Regions from separate parts of the Mus musculus genome. Here all the other regions are linked to region 1. A link is a contact called in public HiChIP or PLAC-seq data. All regions are on one chromosome and are shown on one strand. Each heading gives the region's core, a stretch centred on a gene start, on an enhancer-like site or on the middle of the called end of the contact. The rest is flanking DNA. Distances are from core to core; before and after follow the strand shown. Region 1 holds the start of Cxxc4 (CXXC finger 4). Region 2 has its middle 37 kb from the start of Gm6135. Region 3 has its middle 180 kb from the start of 4930539C22Rik. Region 4 overlaps Gm26691 (a long non-coding RNA gene).

What was found. HiChIP or PLAC-seq counts read pairs in DNA pulled down with a chosen protein or histone mark.
Region 2: a contact with region 1 is called in an H3K4me3 HiChIP or PLAC-seq map of forebrain, with 5 times the contacts expected there. The contact joins the enhancer-like site here to the promoter of Cxxc4 in region 1. A contact is called at or near these places in 2 of 39 promoter capture datasets (the HPC-7 cell line and hippocampal neurons), 3 of 484 Hi-C or Micro-C datasets (embryonic stem cells and nephron progenitors) and 3 of 115 datasets of contacts at active chromatin or transcription factors (embryonic stem cells and forebrain).
Region 3: an H3K4me3 HiChIP or PLAC-seq map of embryonic limb bud shows a contact between it and region 1, with 4 times the contacts expected there. The contact joins the enhancer-like site here to the promoter of Cxxc4 in region 1. A contact is called at or near these places in 9 of 39 promoter capture datasets (the 3T3-L1 cell line, 3T3-L1-derived adipocytes, the HPC-7 cell line and 5 more), 1 of 15 datasets of contacts at CTCF or cohesin (the NIH/3T3 cell line), 9 of 484 Hi-C or Micro-C datasets (the N1E-115 cell line, cerebellar granule neurons, cerebellum and 6 more), 10 of 115 datasets of contacts at active chromatin or transcription factors (embryonic basal ganglia, embryonic forebrain, embryonic hindbrain and 6 more) and 1 of 9 other capture datasets (pancreatic islet).
Region 4: an H3K4me3 HiChIP or PLAC-seq map of embryonic basal ganglia shows a contact between it and region 1, with 2.5 times the contacts expected there. The contact joins the enhancer-like site here to the promoter of Cxxc4 in region 1. A contact is called at or near these places in 3 of 39 promoter capture datasets (the 3T3-L1 cell line and cranial neural crest), 1 of 15 datasets of contacts at CTCF or cohesin (the NIH/3T3 cell line), 4 of 115 datasets of contacts at active chromatin or transcription factors (embryonic basal ganglia, embryonic midbrain, embryonic stem cells and 1 more) and 1 of 9 other capture datasets (pancreatic islet).

The regions. Positions count from the first base shown.
Region 1 is chr3:134,234,796-134,238,404 of GRCm38.p6, reverse strand. It overlaps Cxxc4 (CXXC finger 4), which reads right to left and starts at 1,910. Exons shown (of 4, transcript NM_001004367.4): 1 at 1,719-1,910; 2 at 1,518-1,593.
Region 2 is chr3:133,753,058-133,756,666 of GRCm38.p6, reverse strand. No RefSeq gene overlaps it. Among named protein-coding and RNA genes, the nearest start is that of Gm6135, 37 kb to the left of the region's middle. Within about 2 kb of position 1,651, at least 108 of the 459 cell types and tissues checked have an H3K27ac peak or open chromatin away from gene starts, as enhancers often do. A contact at or near this core is called in the HPC-7 cell line, forebrain and hippocampal neurons, where this site is marked.
Region 3 is chr3:134,603,876-134,607,484 of GRCm38.p6, reverse strand. No RefSeq gene overlaps it. Among named protein-coding and RNA genes, the nearest start is that of 4930539C22Rik, 180 kb to the right of the region's middle. Within about 2 kb of position 1,819, at least 28 of the 459 cell types and tissues checked have an H3K27ac peak or open chromatin away from gene starts, as enhancers often do. A contact at or near this core is called in the HPC-7 cell line, the N1E-115 cell line, embryonic basal ganglia and 3 more, where this site is marked.
Region 4 is chr3:133,920,728-133,924,336 of GRCm38.p6, reverse strand. All of the region lies in intron 2 of Gm26691 (a long non-coding RNA gene), which reads left to right. Among named protein-coding and RNA genes, the nearest start is that of Gm30484, 100 kb to the right of the region's middle. Within about 2 kb of position 1,931, at least 4 of the 459 cell types and tissues checked have an H3K27ac peak or open chromatin away from gene starts, as enhancers often do. A contact at or near this core is called in embryonic basal ganglia, where this site is marked.

The DNA.
Region 1 (3,609 bases), core at 661-3,160:
GAGTTTTTTTTTTTTTTTTAAATCATTCACCAACACTGATTTTTGCATAAAGAGAAGGGAGATTCCTTCAGGTGTTTTTTTATCCAAAGAACTGTTAAGATGTTTTTTTCCCCCCTTTGCTATTTTTTAAGAGGAAAGTTTAATGCTAACTGGGTATTTGCATTTCTCTCTCTGCTTACAGGCCATCAATAAGCATTAGGAAGAGGGGTTCTGCTTGTTTATTAAGGGTGAGAGCTATATCATATCCTTCTAAGAATTAAAGCAAAAATATAAAATGTATATTCACCTTAAAAAAACAGTTTCTTTGTTTCCCTATTTATTTTTTTCTTTGCCAGAGTACCTTTCTCTGGCTTCTTCTGAAGCCTAGAGGTTGGTGTGGAATTAAAACTGAGGGCCTAGCAATCTCTGTCTCAAAATTTCAGAGTTTCAAATGCATATCAATTATAGTCATTATGCTTATAATTAGATTAATGAAGCATTATGTCCAAACTTCAAATTTGAAAACTTCAAGGTCTACTGATGAGGCACCCTAAAAAAAGGGGGGTTTATGTAAACAAATCCCTATTAGGCAAAGTAAAGCAAGATAAGGAACCTCCCTCCGGCTGGATTAGAAACTGGCAGGCATCCTTCAATCACAGCAAGTCCCTAATCACTCAGGCACCACCTCTGTGGTTTCACATTAGGGAAAACTGCTCCCTTCTGAGGCCTGATGACAATACAAAGGTGCCCCCCAAATCCTCCTGGCTAAATATTCCTGACACTTGCTAGGGTCTGGGGGGAAAGACACAGTAAGAATACACATACAGCTTCCGTTTCTGTGAATTACATTGAAGATGCAAGATCATAATAACTGCTAGTCACTAGAAACTAGTTCCGCCAACCATGCAATGGGCATCATCCCACTGAGGGGAGGGGACACTAACATTTTAGTCTTTTGACCTTGTTCCAAATAAAGAAGGGATCTAATATCCCCCTTTCAGAGTCTTAGCATGGTGTTTCCAAACAAGCTGTCCTTGCTTCTCCAATTGCTACTACCTCCCCCCCCCTTCCCTCCTCTAGGTTCAATACCACCAGAAACTGTAGAAAAGGATTGTGCCCAGCATCCAGGTCATTATTGTTTAATCAATGCATCCCTGGAGCATGAAAAAAAGGTACCTAAGCCACAGCTATTGTTTGGCTTTTATTTAGCAACAAAATAAAGCACACACCAATAACTATAGTTCTAACACCAAAGCTAAAATAAACATCCATACTTCATGATCCTGCTTTGCCTCTGAACAATGTGACTGTACATGCCTAATACTGTATGTCTGATCTACCAGAGACATGGAGATCAAAGGTCATATTTAACATTCAGGAGGAGGGGCCGGTGCAGATTAATTAATTAATTAATACAGTCACGGTTTTTATTGCTGGAGACCAGCATTAATCTACTTTTACAATCCCACCGGACAGCAAACATTTAAGAGAGAAAGAGAAGCGGGGAAGCCAGAGGAAGAGAAAGAACAATCACTTACCAGTCTCTTTTTATTTGGGGAGCCTTAGAATTTACAGACGCTGCCAGTCTGCCTTTAATTAGTTGCACATCACCCCCTAACACAAAGAAACACAAATCCAGATGTGTCTTGGCAGCTCCCAATTACAACTTTAATACTTGTAAACAAACTGTTGGGAATGGGGGGGTGGGGTAAATAAATATGCGGATGAAAAAAAAATACCTGTAAATGGCTTTTTTTTTTCTTGTTGTAGAGAGGAGGAGGAGATGGTGTTAGTGGAGGGGGTGGAAGGAGGAGGAGGTGGGGGTGGAGAGGAAAGCGCCGAGTGTGAGCGTGTGTGGGAGAGCGCGGGGCTGTTGTCGGTGGTCTCTGCTCTTCCCGGCGCGTTGCTCCCGGTCCGTCTCCAGTCGCTGTGTGCGAGGGAGGGAGGGAGGGAGCCGGGGAGTCTCTCTCTCTCTCGCTCTCTCGCTCTCTCTCTCTCTCTCTCTCTCTCTCTTTCTCACCCCCCCCCCCCTCGCTCTGTTTGTGTGTGTGCGTGTGTGCGGTGGCTGGGGGAGGGGAGCGCGGAGAAAGGCGAGGGAGGCGGTGCGGAGCCGGGGGCGGGGGCGGGCCGAGGTGAGCAGGACGCAGGGCGCGGACACCTCCCGATGATTGGCTGCAAATTACACGGGGAACAAGAGGCGCACGCGGGCCAGCGCTCCTTTTCACAAATCCCCAGCTCGCCGGCGCGGCCACGTTTCCCGGCTCGCCCGCCACCCCGCCAGCCTCCGGCGCGGCGAAGGATTTGCTTTTTTTTTTTTTTTTTTTTTTTTTTTTTTTCTTCTGGCAGATAATTGTTTGGAAGGGATGGAAGAGAGGGCGTTCCCGCCCCTCGCGCCCTCGCTCTCTGCGGGTGTGTTTGTGCACGCTGGGCGGGGGGGTGTGTAAATAAACTTGTCTGGGTTCCCTGGCTGAGCTGGGAAGAGCTGTGCCAGACACAGAGGGGAGGTCCTGTGTGCTGCAGGAAGACTCTCTCAGTTTCACATCCCGGTCGCGTGCTTTTAAAGGATCTTCCTGGCGGGGCCGGGAGAGACTCTTTAAAAGAGAATCATTATCGTTTTAAAGTAAGGGGGAAAGGGACTGGTGTTCTGCTGGTTCGAATCCCTGAAATGTTATTATGCCGGAATGTAAAAAATTTGATGTGATGCTTGACCGGTCTCAGTCTGTGACTGCCTTTCTCTCTTCTCCCACACCGCCTTCCATTCCCACTGTGTCCGGGTCTTCCTGCCCTACAAAGCTTCGCCCTCCCCCTTTACTCTTTCATCCGGTAATTCCAAGGAGTCAAATATCTATCCCACCTCCCTAATTTTAATTCCAAACTTTACTTTCATATCTAAATGATCTCTTTTAACTAATTTTAATGTGATGGGCATTTTTACTTCCCATCACCTGGGGAAAATACTTCAAACTGAAAGATAAGTATTTAGCACACATCGCATATAAATAAAACTCATAAAATCCAACTATGAATTAACCCCTTCCTTCCTGCCTCAAAGAAACCGAGATACACTAAACACATGCTGTCCACACTGAAAGAAACAGGCATGAAATAGGATGTAAATGTTTAAGTCCTTTTAAATGTGATTCTTTCTCCTTTCCCCCTACCCACTTGGAAGGGATTTTGAGAAGGGATCTCACACTGTATCCCAGGAATTTCTAGAATTTGCTATACAGCTCAGGCTAGCCTGGTTCCCTTCTTGGCAGTCATCCTGGCTCAGACTCCCCAGTGCTGGGGTTCTAGACCTGTACCACAATATGTGACTCTGAATGAGTCTTCTAAAAGCAAACAAAATCAGACTATGCTTGTTTAAAAATAGAATAAAGTTACACGTAGAAACAAAAAGCATCTTGTGGAGTAATATAGTAATGTGGTTTCAGAGAGGGAAGAAAAAGGTGAGTTATTTGTTTTGTGAGAACAGAATGCTAAAAGGCAGCTTAAACTATTTTATATTTTAATTTTCAAAAGATTTACATTGACATTGTCAAGATTTGCTCGTGTGTAGGTTGTGGATAGTGAATACGCTGGTAAGAGTGCTGGTGTGCACACTCAAGGTGGTCTTTCCAGAGGTAACCG
Region 2 (3,609 bases), core at 402-2,901, 480 kb after region 1:
ATAGAAAAAAATACTAAGAAAAATAATGTCGTTAGAACTAATTCTCACCTGATTTGGTATAATTTTCTAAAATATCAAGAAGTCAAGGAAACTTCCAGAAGCAAATAATGTGTGATGGTTGTTTTCTGTTAGCGCACTAGCAGCTGCCTAAAGAGTAAAGCCACTAGTTAAATCTTTTAACATGGGTGTTGGAGGCGGACAACACAGTGCCTGGGTCCCTGCTACGCTCACTCTTCACCATGGCTGTCTCTTCTTCGTGCTCGTAGTGTGCAAAAGCATGACGCGTATGTGACTCTCCATTTGGCCAGAGAAATAAACTGTTTCCAGAGTTTACTGCACTCTGTGGGCGTACCCTACTCTTCACTGATTGAAGAGAACCTGCATTCCCCATCCTTTAGGAGACACTCTCACTTCACCTTCTCCACAAACCTTTTCCTCAGTCCCTAAGTGCTTCACAAGTCTCTGTGCCCGATTGTGTATCCTTGGGGGATGCCTCATAGACATGAACAAGAAGTACTACACAGGCCACGTGCAGCCACAGTTTTGGCTTTTCTCGTGCTCTGTAGCAGGCAGCCCATGGACCAGATACACCAAATCCACTTCCCATCATTTCGATTGCATTGGCACATAGATGTGATGATTTGTTTACATGCTGTTTCTGGATACTTTCTGTCTAGCTCAGGCAGAGACCATGGCGCATGCAAAGCCTAAACTATGTTACCACCTGATCCTCTGTGGAGAAAACTGTCACCTCTGGATCCATGTGTGTTTCAGTTTCCTGATGATGATGCCCTTGCATTTGTTTCACATGGACAAGACAGTCAGGAAGTCACAGGACTCACAAGGGTAAGGAACGCTGGCAGAGAAAGTGACATTAAGGTGGTGGTGTTTCTGAGCTACTTATTGAATGAATCCAAAAATAACTAAGGAGTTTTGTAAAGCAAACTGCCCTAGTACATAAAATATGGATTCAGGGTCTACTTCCTGTTTTCTGGATACCCTGTGCCTCAGCTCCTTTCTCTATAAAATAAAAATGACAGGATTTAATGAAACATGCCAAGAATATTATTTGGCCCATAGTAACTCCTCAAGAAGTACTATCTATTAACAAAGTGGAGAAAGAGACTCCGTTTAACTATGTTGTTTTCATCTTCCTTTTTTTTTTTTTTTTTTTTTTTTGGTTTTGTTTTTTTTGTTTTTTTTTTTGGTTTTGTTTTGTTTTGTTTTGTTTTTATGGCATACTTTTGGACCTATTCTATAAAAAGGGATCAGTTTCTACCTTTTTCTGCCAACTCCAAACCATGCCTGGCATAAAAGATGATCAGAGGTAGGTGTCGCAGGCTATCCAAGGACAGAACTGCTGTCAGGGAGGTTGAAAACACCCTGGAGTCAGGGAGACATAAAAGTCATAAGCCAGTCAGTAGAACCCTGTTGAGCTCCCTCTTCCCCTGATGAAAGGCAAAGGAGCTCTGTGGAACTGTCAACTGAGGAAGTGGTGAGCAATGAGCAGATCCTGCAATTTGCACACTAATTCTCCCTCGTGCCACCTGGGGGCTTCCTGCTGGCAGAAGCACAGAAGATAGGAGAGTGGTGCGGGTCCAGCCAGCAGCCAGCCATGCCTCTATTCTTCCCTTGCTGAGCAATACCAGCAGCCCAGCTTGTCTCCATTCACTGTTCAGTGAGCAGTTGGCAGGCTTCCCCCAGAGCGTGGGCAGGCCTGAGCAGAAGGAAGACAATGAGAGGAATTTTAAAAGCCTTCCACCTTTTTGCACTTTCTTCGCAGTTTCTCTCAGGAGAAGTTGACTCAGCAGGTGCCCCTTTCTACCTTTTTCCTCAGCCTTGCCACTCCCCACTTGAAGGACCAGTCCACAGTGTGGTAATCAAGGTTCTCCCTGAAATACAGAGATGAGACCGGGGCTGTGTGGGGTCCAGCAACTGCTCTCACTACACTTATCATTATTCAAAAGCTTTTCCTGCCTCTTAAAGGTGAAACACACATCACTGAAGCATAAATGTGGCTCTGAGTAACAGTTTCACTCGCACATTCTCCGCTTCTAGAAGTAACCAGTAACCGGCTCCAAAGATGCACCAGGGAAAGTAGGAAAGGAGCCTCCTGTTAGCTGGCATCATTCCAGCCAGAGACCAAGTCTTCACTGGGACAAAAGCAGAACTATACGGACAGACAGCTTCCTCTCTGCTGCAAGCATACACTCCCCCCGCCCCGACCCCCACCTCCCCCGCACAGCCTCTGGACTGCCAAATGGGTGATGCTGCTGCTTGCACCCCTCCACACGCATTCCATAAGCTAAGGCTGATTTTAAGATCATTAGAAAAGGAAAGAATGTTGCACTCTTCTCAGTTTCTCTGGGGTCACAGTGTAATTGTGCAGCAGGAGAAACTGGGCCCCAGAGATGGCGTGACAGTCACTTCTCATTACCTCCCACTTGGTTCATTACGTCTGTAGACAGCAATTGCCAGCGTGTGGGTACTTCCATTATAGGGAAGGTTGTAATGTGCTCTAGACTCTGCACGGTTTCCAAATGGGGAGAAGGCTATTTATTCCAGGCACATACCTATCTTATTTCCACAGGAATGGAAAGTGACATAAGGGATAGATTAGTGGTAATCAATATGGGAGAATCAGGGAGCAGGAGTGCTTGCACCAGTGAAATATTTATGTGTGTGCATCCTTCTAACTCATAAGGCTTCATACAGAAGACAGAATTCTCACAAACCTGCCCAATTTGGCTTTAGCAAGTAGCTTTGTTCAGATACACTATATATTGGCTTCTTTGTATCATACTTTGGATTGCGTGTGTGTGTGTGTGTGTGTGTGTGTGCGCGCGCGCACACACACACACACACACACACACACACACACACACACACACGAGACACCAAGGAACCTTTCTCTTTGCAGTTTTGCACACCAGGAATTATGACACACAGGAATACTATTTCTTCTTTCTTCCTCAGGGATGTGGAAAGCTTAGTTACATTATTAGCTAAAGGGAAGTTAATAAGAGAGAAAACAGAATTGTCGGGAGCTAAAATAAGAATTAGCTATTATAGGCTTTTCCTTTAAAGATAAAGCAAAGAACGTCTTTGCCAAAAGAAAGAACCTGAAGAGCTGCCCATGGTAGAATGTTTGAGATGATGTCTACCGCGCCGCACTCCTGGAAACTCCAAATGACATCAGCCTTTTAATTACTGTCACCAAATCAATCTTACTTCGTGCTACTTTAATTAACTAACAGAGCACTTTCTTACAAACTTCTTGTGAAACCTTGGCACCAGCGTAAGAAAGTCCTGTTTGACTACACCTCACCTCTTCAGAAGGTTTCACAATATTCCTCACTCCTTAACTCTGGCATGCATTAAAGCCACCAGGGCATCTACTCCTTAGCAACCATCAGAAGCCAACTAGAGCTTAGCCATCAGATTTCTTGATAAGTACTTCTAGTGGAGGAAGCTCATGTGTCACACAGGGAAGCACACTAACCCACACATTGAGATGTCTGTCCGAATTCACCAGAGGCTGAAGCACACAGTTAACAAGTCAGCTTGACAGTTACAGCTATAGGCTTGACTCTGGACATTGGCCAAATT
Region 3 (3,609 bases), core at 570-3,069, 370 kb before region 1:
CATACAGAGTGCTTTGTAGGTGTTTTGTATACAGTATGTGTAGATTAAAGTTTAGTTATCAGTATCAAGAGAATTTTACCTAATTGGGGAGGTAGCATAAGACAGTATTTTGTTTGTTTGTTTGTTTGGTTTTTTGTGTGTGTGTATTTCCAAAAAAAAATTTTTTTAAGATATTAGATGGTGGTAGAGACCATGGATAGACGAAGATACTATTAAATTTGCAAAGATTCAACCAGAGAATTTCTACTTCCTGAGAGCAGATTAGCAAGCTAGGATTAGCCCTTGGAGAAAGTGACCCCAGAGAAGTCATAAAAATAAGATTTCCGTTTAAATAAGCTTGGAGTAACAAACTTAATTTTAAGGAAGCAGTGGGTATATTAGAGAAGCCCCAGCATAAGGGAACAGCCTAAGCCCGAGACAGAGGCAGAGTCTCAGAGATAAGGGGCATTCATTTTTCAGTAGTGTGGGGGTATACTGAATGTTTGTATCCTGATAGTGCCTGGAGTGAATGGTGCTGGGTCTCCTTCCTAGAAGTCTTCCTGGAATCCCATATCTTTAACCTGGAATCCAATGGGTCTACTACGGAAGAATGTGAAGAGAATAATATTGGAAAAATATCCAAAGGCAATCCAGGGAAGGCAGGGCACATGGCACGTGGTACAATATACAGTGTCTCTGATTCCCATACTCACTGAAGGAATAGCCTGTGTGAATAAACTGACTTATTTAAAAGTTTCTGCTTTATTCTTCACAATTACAAAAGAGGAGAATACCAATACCACTGATCATCTCTGCCATAGATCATCTGTATCTGCAGATATCTGCCTGTTGTCTCTAGAAGGCTTCCATTGTGTGGCATAAGAGAGCCATGGAAGAAAATGTGAGTTTGGCATTTATGCTAACATGTGTTAGAAGGTAACTAAAACTAGCTGTCACAAAGAACAAATAAAATGCTGTATATGAGATTCTTGCCTATGTTCTCAATATTTCTAGAGTAAGTAATTTTAACTATCAATATCTAGAACATTCTAATTAGGGAGTCAGGGAACAAAAGGTGAGTAGCTATGTACATAATATCCATTAAACACCCCAAAGCCACACACATATACACAAAGTCACATATATAAACATGGATAAAGTATCATTAAGCACCCCAATGTCACATACACATATATAAACATGGGTAAAGAATTAATTTTATCTTTTGCAGCAGGGTCTTCACTCTAACTTGTGACCCCCTGCTTCAACCTTCCAAGTGCTGGTATTCATTTATTCCTGTAACACCTTCACGTGTAAATGCCAACTCTACAGTTGTGATCTAAGTACCGTGACGTGGTATTTAATGGAGGAACTATGACATTGAACACTTATACTTATTACCATTGCAAATCATACATACTTGAGTTAGAAGTAACAAATTCAAACAAAATTTATTTTTATGTTATACATAAATTTTATTTTATATTATACTTTTTTATTATACTATAACATATTGACTAAGACGCATGACATTGTTCTATGAGAAGTACAGTTGCATTCGTCACTTAAAATCTTTAATTAGCTTTAGGCAAGATATAAACATAGACACATGAATTCATAAACGTTTCCTTTTTCTTTCTGATGGAGCCTCAGGCCCTGCCTTCCTTTCAGTCACTGGACCTCAGCAGAGCCGTGGAATGCTTTCCAGAACATAGATTTAAATGAGGCGCCTGCTCAGTGGGCTTACAACCTAATTAGACAGAGACAGTTGACCAACATATGCCCACAGACTACAGTTGGCCACTTATTTATTCCCTAATTAACATAAAGCAGCAGGAGGACAAGCCTGTCTGTGCTCTGTGCAGGAGAAAGTCTGTGTGTGCTGTGGAGCTCTGTGGGAAATGAGACCGCTTCCTCGTTGGGGGTTTTCTGAGCTCTTCCTCTGGTTCCTTGCTTGTCTCCATAATTAATAGTCCCAGGCATATCTTGCTGAGACTGTATTTGGCCAAGCAAACAGACCCTTGCAGCACAGCGGAACCGTTTGCTTCAGCTGTCGTGTTGATCTCTACAGGTCACTGAATGGTGGATTCCAGTGTTGTGCGTTCAACTCTCTGGAGAAGCTCAGCCAATGTGTGCCAAGTGGTTTCTCTACACATGAGCAGTTTAGTAATTCCAGCTACAGGGATGGCTTTCTCCTAAGACTTTTTGATTATACAAGTCATGTGGTTACTTTCTACTTAAATCTTCTTTTAATTTTAATATTATTCCCCCTTTGTTTTCAGACTATTCAGACGTTTAAAGCTTTAAGCCCTAAGTGATCTGAGGTCGGCCTGCCCAGATCTCTCTTTAACATTCTGTCCTACACTGGTTTGCTTTATGTCGACTTAGCAACGGGAACCTTGAGTTTCAGTTTGGAGAAAATAAAAATTCCACAGCTTTACAGCTGCGAGTTTCTCACCTGGGCCTCTTTTATATTTTTGGTCTAGTTCTTACGTTATCATTTACTATTCCAAAATAAGACAATGGAAACATTGGCAAATGTACAAATCTAATTATACTCAGTATCATTTCTCTTAATTTAGGTGTCTGTTTGTTCTGTATGAGATAGGATCTTGTTATGTAGGCTAGGCTGTTTTTGAGGTTCCAGGGAGTCTCCCACCTCATGCTCTCAAGTGTTGGGATTACAAACATAACCTACTGTGCCTTGATTACTGTTTGGACTTTTGAATGTTGAAACTTAAAAATCACACATACTGACATTGAATAGTTGCGTGTCATCAACACACCACTTTGCAGAAAACAGGAAAACAACACAGCAAGTATCGGGCAATTAGATTCCAAAGGCAGGGCCTTAATGTTCATCTCTGCATTAATTCTCGATCTTCTGACTTAGTGCCTTGATTCTGAAATAAGAAAATATAGGCAGTTTCATTCAAAGAAATTTTAAAATAAACTTTTAGCCTTAGTGAGATTAAAATGGGCTTGCCCTTGCAAGACAACCAAAGAACAAAATTCTGCATCAAAATACTAAAACCAAAACAAAATTCTATGTAACATTCACTTGTAACTGCTCTGCAGAGAATTCTAGCAACAGCAGTATTGTTGTTTGACTTGGCAAATTGAGTTTTCATAATTAGATCAACCATAATTTAGTGTTTGGCTTCTGTGTAAATATATGTCCTTGATCTTAAACTTTTCTCAGAAATAATTCAGAAAAGAAATAGAGGTGGTTTTATGTAGACTGAAGGCTTATTCCTCTCTCTTTGCTCAAATCACCATGTGGACTTTAGTGAACTCTGTAGTAAAAGTGAGAGAAGTTTCACTCATTTCAATGCCAAGCTTTACATTTGGAAACAATACAATTTGTTTTTATTCTCCCTACCCCCTCTTCCATGTTCATCATGGAAATTTCATGCAGTATAAACAGTAAACTCACCCCCAAATTGATCTAACCTCAGGGCCTCCTGCAAGCATTCTGGGGAATCAGGGTTTTGTCACCTCTGAGGATAGAATTCATTTGGATTCTCCTGTTATCTGCCTCTAGGACTTGGGCACTTATTTGGTGATTGACTGACTTATTTATAACTCATTATTATATGTCCCTTATTGCAGTTTTGAATTTGGTATTTT
Region 4 (3,609 bases), core at 682-3,181, 310 kb after region 1:
TAGCAGATGATCAAAACAAAATTAACTCAATGGCATCTTTGGAGGTTTTTTTTGTCTCACAATGTGTTTCAGGGATTTTCTTTTTAAGTTAACAGGTCCTTATTTATATATTATGGCTTCTAGTTTTGTGTTTTTATGGGATTCCTATGTGTGCACACACATGTGTTTGTATCTAAATTTGTTTCTCATTCTTTTTCTTTGAATTCTTTTCTTCTGTTTGTTGGTTTTATCCTATTCTGGTTTGTTTGTTTTTGTTTCAGCTTATTTTGTTTTATTATTATTTAGACATCTGTTTGTTTTTCAACAAGAGATAGAAAAGATGTGGATTCAGAAGGGAGGTGGGAAGGATCTTGGAGGAGCTGGAAGAAGGGAAAACTGGAATCTCAGAAAATGTTTTGTGAAAAAAAAATCTAATAGAAGGAAAAAGGAAAAAGAACACTTTGAGTGCATCCAGGAGATCTCCATGTGAATTGCTTTTCAAATATTAAAGACAAACAAACAATAAAATCACCTTACCCCCAAATTTCCTATCTTGATGGTGTATGAATAAGGAACTTTAGTAACTGAAGCAAGAAATAGATATGGCCTGAAAGAGCAGAGGGGCTTCTGTATGAGATCCCTCAAGAAATCAGAACATCACTGCAAAAATCATAGCAAACTAAATTCTACAAAAGAAAAGAAGAGAGGAGAGGAGAGGAGAGGAGAGGAGAAATCCTCCAGTAAATGGCTATAGATCATTTGGTGGGAGGAATGTGAGAATATCCTACAACACTATTGAATTATAGGATGTTTCTTTCTATGGAATCAGCATGCATTTTAGTCAGTGGGTTCTTAATGTGAAAAATTGGTTTCCATTCAGAACTGGAGGACCTTGGTTTGAACAGCCTTACCCTACTGCCCCTACATTCTTAGAGGAGGGTTATACACACTAAGTAGCATGCTTGCTGGTTCCCAAACTACTTTTCCCCAAAGATGCCATCCTCCATAAACATCACTGTAATTTCCTGTGGGACAAATCCCTCTGGCTGCCCTCTGATCTTTCTGGTAATTAAAGTAATTGCACCCTCCTAATTTCTGATAATTAAGGACTACTTCCTGGTCTTCATTATGGCATGACTCCAATGCCTCTGTAGATATAACAAGCCTAAGTCTGCAATGACCTTTTAAGTCTTCAAGGGAATTTATTGGTGATATTGGAGCCTCTCTCATCTGTGTACCCCTGTTAGTCTTGGTGAAAAGGATGCTATAACAACCTCTTGAGGGAAGGATGGTGTGCTGGAAACTTGTTTTCACTCTAGTGTAGTATGAGCATTATTTAGCATCTTATATCCTTCGTATGAGTTTGATAGAGCCGTCAGATGTTTCTTCCTTGCTTGCCTTGGTAAAACATCGCTTTTTATAAAATCAATCCTCCCAATGAATTTGCCTCTTCCCTCCGAGTCTTTGTCAGGGTGATAAATGCTGAAATGTGTTTGCAGTTATTATCCTATTCTTTTTTCTGAGGTTTACTACAATCCTCTTCAGGTGCTTAACAACAATGGCAGGAAAATGGGAGCTGTTGTTTCTTAAGTGGAGAGTTTCCCCCATAGGAAGGGAGAAGTTGAAGGGCATTCTAACAGGACTGAGCATTGCAAACATCACCCCAGCAGATCCCTTCCCCCACTTCTTGCTAAAAACTGTTAGATTATATTCCCAAAGCTAGGCCCCAAAGTCTATTCCCTTATTGGGCTACTGACTTATTTCTGAGACAAAACACCAAGGTCCAATAATCAAAATTCATTATTTGACTAATATGTCCAATCAGGGCTTACCAATTCACCCTAGCACAGACTTCTTTTCTTCTTAAAAATGCACTCCTGAATAAAACACCTGCTGCTGCTGCTGCTTGCTGTCTGCCTTTGCCCTATCCAGAGGCAGCTGCTCCTCCCCCATACTTGTCCCTTTAGGGTGACAAGTCTCCTTTGTGCTGTGAATTTGGTGCCTGAGTATGTCCTTGTACTAACTCCAATGGGCCACCCACTTACAGAAGTAGTGAATTCCAGAGGGAAGTAATGAAATTAAAGAGAAAAATAAGTGGGAAAACAGTGAATCTTTATGAATTTGAAAAAAAAAATGGTTTTGTTGAAATGTTTATAGTGCCCAAAGAATCTATAGACTCAATGCAATTCCTGTCAAGATACCAGTGATAGTCTTCATAGAAGTACAGAAGCATTCTAAAATCCATGTGGGATTATAAAAAAAAAAGCTGAAACACTCTTGAGCAAGATGAAAAAGTTGAAGGCATCAAAGTATATAGATATATGGTTCAAGGCCATAAGAACAGGACAGCTTGTTACTGTCATGCAAATAAATCAGTGGAACAGAACCCAGAATACAGGGAGATTTTTTTTCGTGCATTTTAATCAAGCTGGTTTTTATGAAGTTGCTCAGAACACATAATAACCTCTCAGTAAGTAACTGGCAATTCTGCATATCGGCATGCAAAAGAATAAAATTCAAATCTGCATCTTACCACAGAGAAAGTCCATGAGAAAGGGTTTGGGTGAAGATGCAAGACTCCTAACTGTTCAGTTTTCAGGGAAGAAGCAGGCAACTCTTCCAAGATCCTGGTGTGGCAGGAATTTTATACAGCCTCAAAAGTAGAAGCAACAAAAGCAAAACTACACAACTGTAATTATATTGGGCTAAAGTGATTCCTCATCATCATATAGAAATGAGTAAGAGGACTGCCAGAATGGCAGAAAACAATCACAAATTATGCATTTGACGAAGCATAAATATCTGGGAAACATAAAGACTTCTAATAACTCAATAGCTAAGGTAACTATGTAATAAACATGATATTTAAATGAGCAACCTATTATTTTCCTCAGAAAAGATACACGAAATATAGGAAAATATGCTCAGAATCATTAATTAGAGAAATGTCAATCAAAGCCACAGTGACAGGCCATAACGAATCCAACACAGAAAAATACATTCCATGTACTTCATAACTAAACTCTATCATTCTTTTTTTTTTCCAGTTTTTCTAGACAGGGTTTCTCTGTATAGCCTGGCTGTCCTGAACTCACTATGTAGATCAGGCTGGCCTCGAACTCAGAAATTCGCTTGCCTCTGCCTCCCAAGTGCTGGGATTAAAGGCATGCACCACTACTCCCGGCAAACTCTATCATTCTTAATCTAGTTTATTCTTTATCTAGTTTGTTCATTTGTAATATCTAGGAAATTTTAGTGGTTGTCCAATTTTTATGCACATTACATTTTTAAAAACATTTTTATTGGTTCTTTGTGAATTTCACATCATGGACCCCAATCTCACTCATCTCCCCTCCCCCTCATACCTGCCCTTCACCTTTGCAACCTCTCCCTGAAACAGAAAAATATCTCACGGTAGAACTGTAGTGTGTCACAGTATGTCCTACAGCATAACCCTTTGTTCACACTCCTTTGCTTGCAAATCTTTGTTGCAATAACCGTTTGGTCTCTGGCTTCTGCTACTTTATCAATACTGGAACTCACTGGAACTTCTCTCAGGTACTCTGATGCTGCCCTGTGTCGTGGAGGTCCAGTAACATTAGATCTATAGGAATGGCCTGTTCATTCACT